Linked DNA regions of Mus musculus: region 2 is linked to region 1. A link is a contact called in public Hi-C data. All regions are on one chromosome and are shown on one strand. Each heading gives the region's core, a stretch centred on a gene start, on an enhancer-like site or on the middle of the called end of the contact. The rest is flanking DNA. Distances are from core to core; before and after follow the strand shown. Region 1 overlaps Gm52619 (a long non-coding RNA gene). Region 2 overlaps Gm30382 (a long non-coding RNA gene).

Evidence for each region. A called contact is a pair of places that touch in the nucleus more often than the background predicts.
Region 2: a Hi-C map of liver shows a contact between it and region 1, with 7 times the contacts expected there. The contact joins two enhancer-like sites. A contact is called at or near these places in 2 of 39 promoter capture datasets (both in liver), 4 of 484 Hi-C or Micro-C datasets (liver and nephron progenitors) and 2 of 115 datasets of contacts at active chromatin or transcription factors (both in bone marrow-derived macrophages).

Annotation. Positions count from the first base shown.
Region 1 is chr3:149,169,111-149,171,709 of GRCm38.p6, forward strand. It overlaps Gm52619 (a long non-coding RNA gene), which reads right to left. Exons shown (of 2, transcript XR_003954588.1): 2 at 1-2,599. Among named protein-coding and RNA genes, the nearest start is that of Gm52619, 5.7 kb to the right of the region's middle. Within about 2 kb of position 1,276, at least 43 of the 459 cell types and tissues checked have an H3K27ac peak or open chromatin away from gene starts, as enhancers often do. A contact at or near this core is called in bone marrow-derived macrophages and liver, where this site is marked.
Region 2 is chr3:149,434,994-149,437,592 of GRCm38.p6, forward strand. The region is part of intron 1 of Gm30382 (a long non-coding RNA gene); the gene reads right to left. A630039O03Rik (a long non-coding RNA gene) reads left to right here. Exons shown (of 6, transcript XR_376220.3): 1 at 1-2,599. Among named protein-coding and RNA genes, the nearest start is that of A630039O03Rik, 7.0 kb to the left of the region's middle. Within about 2 kb of position 1,323, at least 46 of the 459 cell types and tissues checked have an H3K27ac peak or open chromatin away from gene starts, as enhancers often do. A contact at or near this core is called in bone marrow-derived macrophages and liver, where this site is marked.

The sequences.
Region 1 (2,599 bases), core at 26-2,525:
CAACCCCCACACCCCTTCCCCACAGGACAGTTGTCAAAGGTCAGGAGGGGAGCCTGGCTTTTCCTCGCGGTCACCTGCTTGCTGAGGCAGCATGATCTCCCAGCTTTCTTTGTATGGAAGGTACTTTTTCATTACGTTTGAAATTCACAGGGAGCAACTGTGCTTACATCTTTCCTAGAATTCTTTTAAAAGTGAATCCCGTTATTTAAACATTCAGAAATGTAAGTCAAAGCCACACAGACAGAAAAGGGACAGGCAGAGGGAAGGCTTTTTACGAAGCAGCCGTTAAGGGCTGGGGAGAAAACTTAGGAGGTAAAGTGATTGTGAGTCCCAGGATCTGAGTTCGATCCTGTTTTAAAAATCCTGGCCTGGTAAGGTGTGCTTACAACCACAGTGATGGAGATGCGGAGACAGGCACAGCTGCTGGGCCTCGCTGGCCGCCGGGCAGGTTCTAAGGTAATCAATGACCTGATTACATTTTCATTTCCTCTCACCGTGTTTTAGGTGAACAGCCAGAGGAGCAAGGCTAAAGGTTGACTTCTGACCTCCGTATGCACACACCCACGCCCAGGCCCTGTCTCACAGGCAAAGCTGCCATCGAACACTGAAGTGCCTGCTCGTCACTCCAGGCAAACTCAGGGCAGAAAACAAAGACGCTGAATCCTGTGGGTTACCTCTCAAATTTCAACAAAACTGTGTCAGAAGGTTTTTATCAACATAAATGTCGTCCCACCACCAAAAGCACAACAGAGAGAGAGTGTAAGAAAGACAGAGAGACAGACAGACAGACAGACAGACAGACAGACAGACAGACAGAGGCTGAGCTGTTGCCTGCTTTGCGCTCCTGTAACAAGATACTAGCAGGCCTTGTGTAGGAATCAGATCCTTTTGAGAAGATGGCATGTTTTGCCCCTTCTCTTATCCTTCAGTGCCCTTCCACTTCCTGCCAGGAGGTGATGGAGGTGATGTCATAAGAAGGGCTCACAAAAATACTGGCACCGGGATCCTGGACTTCCCTCCTTGAGAACTGCCTACAGTGCTCTGTGACAGCAACCCCAGCGGACTCACACAGACAAAGGACTGAGTTTGCCGATGCATTTAAACAGCCCAAAGAGATAAAGGCGGATGCCAAGGTAATACCTTCTCGTCGCAAGCTCATGTCATTTCATCTTGCCAACTAAATGAGTTTATGAACTGACTGGAGAGACAAGTATATTGCTCCAGCCTTGCTGCCCCGTGAGTGTGTTAGGTATTAATTGGCTGTGTCCACAGTTGCACCAGTACTGGATCTACCAGAGCGTGTGACTCACTCCCATGTGGAAACAATGACCTCCCAGAACTGTTCATGATTTCACAGAGATTTCCCAATTACTCAGAGCAGACACTATTGCACAAAATAAGGTTACCCTTTCTTTCAGTCACAACTTAGGTCTCACAATCTTGAGAGACTTGAGAGATGGTATACCAGTCACACGGGTCACAATCTTGCAGCTCTTACTGGGAGTTTACAGTTAAGAAACACCTTCTAAATGTATCTCCATGATGATTCTTGCTGATCTTCATTTAGGCATTCATTGACCTGCCTTGGGACCCTCAGTTGCATATCTCAGTGTTAAGCTGGCCAGGAGGTCATGTTTTCCTGCTCCCATGATACTTAGGACTACCAGTACCCCACTGGGGATGCTGTGCCACAGGGAGATGTCTTTCCCTGTGTGAGACATCTGAGTGAGGTGTCTCTCACCTGTCCTGGACTGTGAGCTCCCTGAAGGTAGGAACTGCCATTTGACATGTTTATTCTTCGCATCTTTCACAGGCCCAGACATTTGGTCCATGTTCAATAAAGCTTTGCTGATCAAGTCAAATAGTTACAATACATCGTGTTTATATCACATACTTCTGCTGGTTCATATGACAAATTGTTACTTATTTTTAGTACTGTTTTATTTTCATTTTGTTTTAGTTATTTGAGAGCCATTTTGCATATATGCTTTTGAGGAGGTATATATGTGGCTGGTCTGTGTGTACATGTTTGTAAATATGTATGTGTGGAGGCCAGAGGTTGGTGCTCTGTACATTGTATTTCGAGGCTGGGTCTCTCACTGAACTTGAGGCTAACCATATGGAGCCTTCCATTTATGTCAGTCCAGTGCCTGGCATTGTAGGTGATTGATGGGGGGTTGGCCTCAGGTCCTCAGTGTGTGAGGCAGGCACATGATGCCAGCAACTGAACCACCTTCCACATCCAAGAAGGACTTATAGTGCGGAAGGGTAATGATCACATTTGGGTTAACAGTACCTGAATCCTTCGAAGTCATTGTCTCACGAAAGCTGCCTGTCACTGGGTTGCTTCTAAAAATGTCTTTCCAAACAAAACAGAACCAACAAACAAAACCCCAAATTCCCTAATATATTTGCTTATCCAGACAGGTTTTTACAATCCCAAGGGAAACCCATGTAATGGGTGAGAGCCACTGCTACCTGATGTCTGCCAGTTCCTACCAACTCATGAAGTGTTCAAGTGAATCCCCTGACTTGAAATAGAAAAGGGAGTCGAATAAATGTATTTAAAAAAAAAACCACTGCCAAAAAGTTCTGTAAT
Region 2 (2,599 bases), core at 73-2,572, 270 kb after region 1:
AAACCATTTATTCCAAAAGGTAATTAAAATAATGTAAAATTGATCCAGTCTATGTTTAACAAAATTAACTAATTATAATCTGCTTAAACCACTTAACCTGTATAGCTTCTTTAAAAATCTTTGACTTTCTTTGGAAAAATAAACAATCTATCCTTACAAAGGAAATGCCTCTTTGTTTTTTGTTGGTCCTGAGATGTGTTGGCCCCAAAGAGAACAGACAGAAAAACAAGAGGAGACACTGAGATTGTTCCTGAAGCCAAAAGCACCCACAGCAAGGAAAAGGACATGTTTAGAGGTGAGGTAACTGGTTTTGGACGCCTCAGTTCAGTGACTGCTACAGGAACATTGACGTGGGCACGTAGGGACCCATCGCAAATGGCCCAATACGAGCAAAAGGTGCATCTGCCTTTCGGTATTCACACTGACTGTGGACAACTCGGTGTTTGTTTGTGTTCCACCAATTTGCACTTATTCAAGTTAGCATCAAACACACTTTTAAAAGTTCAACAAATCAAAAGAGCTAATTGCTTGCCGCTAGCTACGTTTATTTTCAACCTATGTGTCCTAATCACAGAAACACGACGGAGATGTCAAAATTCCAAAGGGTTTATAGGCACTGTGAGTGTCCCGAGAGCTAGGAAATGGCTATAAAAGAACAGAGATTATCTGTGACAACTCCGGGCTTTAAAACAGTGTGGATGAGCTGGGAACCACCTCAGGGAGAAGTAACCTCAGGCCCCGTGTGGCTGGCCGATCAGCTGCCACCTATTATTAATTCATTATAACTTACCACTTTATTTTGCAGATAAAATTGTCATTTATGTCATTCCTAAAACCAAATGACATTATAAAAGACACCCAGTGCTAAGAGAATCAGCTGAAGTATCTCTATATAGGCTAGGTTAAAAAAGGCGAGAGTCTGATTTTTTTTTTTTTTTTTTTTGACAGAAATCTCTTGGAATGCTCTCACGCTGAGGCCAGTTTGTAGACTTGTGCCTCACACTTATTCAACGATATCGAATCACGTGAGCATACTTCTACAGCTAATCAGGAATTTTTTTTCTAATTGAATTATGACCTTTAATCCACCTTCCTCTTGATTATGAATGACGTTGACCTTTACCTAATTTAAAGCAGACACTCTCATGCAAAATTATGCAAACGACACATGTAAATTCTGAATCACACTAAAGATGAGCCTAATGGACCGCTGAGAAATGGTTTCAGAAGTGTTCATCCTGGGGCCCAGTGAGGGCTGGGTGAGTGAGGGAATTCTCCAGCCTGTGGAAAGCTGCAGAGACCTAGTGCTGTTTATATATTTCCAGCTTCTATTTAGAAAACTAGCATGTCAATCAATACACACATCAATTTTGATTATTTTCCTCAGCGTTTTATGGCATTCAGGAAATGATCACCATGTAATGAAGTCAGATGAAATTATTTTTTAGGAGAGTTGGTGCACTGTGCCTGAATATTCAATTCATTTCCATTTCGGATCATCGTAGGCTACATAGAGACCCCGTGAAAGTCAGCTATGGCGCGTGGGGCGAGTTCACTTCCTGATACTGTTTCATCTCATTAAAGAGGAACTTCATGCCCATAGCAGCTGGCAGCCAGCAGTGTTGCTCAGATATATTTAGAAACTACTGTCTCAAGGAAAAAAGTTGAAAGAAGAAAAGAAGCATATTTGCATCCAGAACAAGATGAGCCCTAACTCTTTATTCTCCTTTCTTGCCTTGCCTCTCCCTCTCCGTTGTCTTTAGATCAATAAAGATGATTATGAGTGGACACCGCTTAAGGGGAGAGCAGTTTTGAGCATGCACTTATAGAGCAGACTCCTATAATCCATGCTGCCCTTCTCCGGTCATTCCATTCTACTCCAAGCAGGTATTACAAATGAGATACCACTGTTCATCAAATTATCCTTATTTTTCTTTATGTACAAAAGCATAAAAATGTTGTAAAGCTTGAAACACATGATCCTTAGTCTGTGTCTTATTTCATGCTCATTGGTGCACGCACACGCGCACACACACACACACACACACACACACACACAAACAGAGATTATGTCACAGTAGTAGGTGACTGAGGGCATTTCGCTGTCAGAATTCCTCCAAACAGTTCCTGGCAGAGAAGGATCTGCTTTTGTGACTAACATTGGGTGGCAGTGGTGGTGGCGGCAGATTGCTCTAAGTAAAATAAACAGATTGACCCCGACAGATAATAGCATTTTGCACTGCCAAATACATGTTTATCTTTTGCTATTGGCATAATGGCCCTGACAGTGCTCTTAATGTAATCTTTCTTAGGAAATTAAACAGGTTTTAATGATATGCTTATAATGGATTGGGGACAGAGTTCTAGGGAGAGAAATATCGATACTAGATGTTTGGGGGAGAATACATACATGAAGCAATGTCGAGAGGAATCAATGAACATCAGGAAGAAATCAATGGCAGTCTGTGTTTAAGGAACTCATTAACATAGTGCTCAGAGAGATCGCCAAAAGCCCACAAAGCTATGGGAGTTCTCGACATTCACCGTGCCTCACACACAGAATTCTTAGGAACAAGTCTACATCTGCCTAATTCAGAGT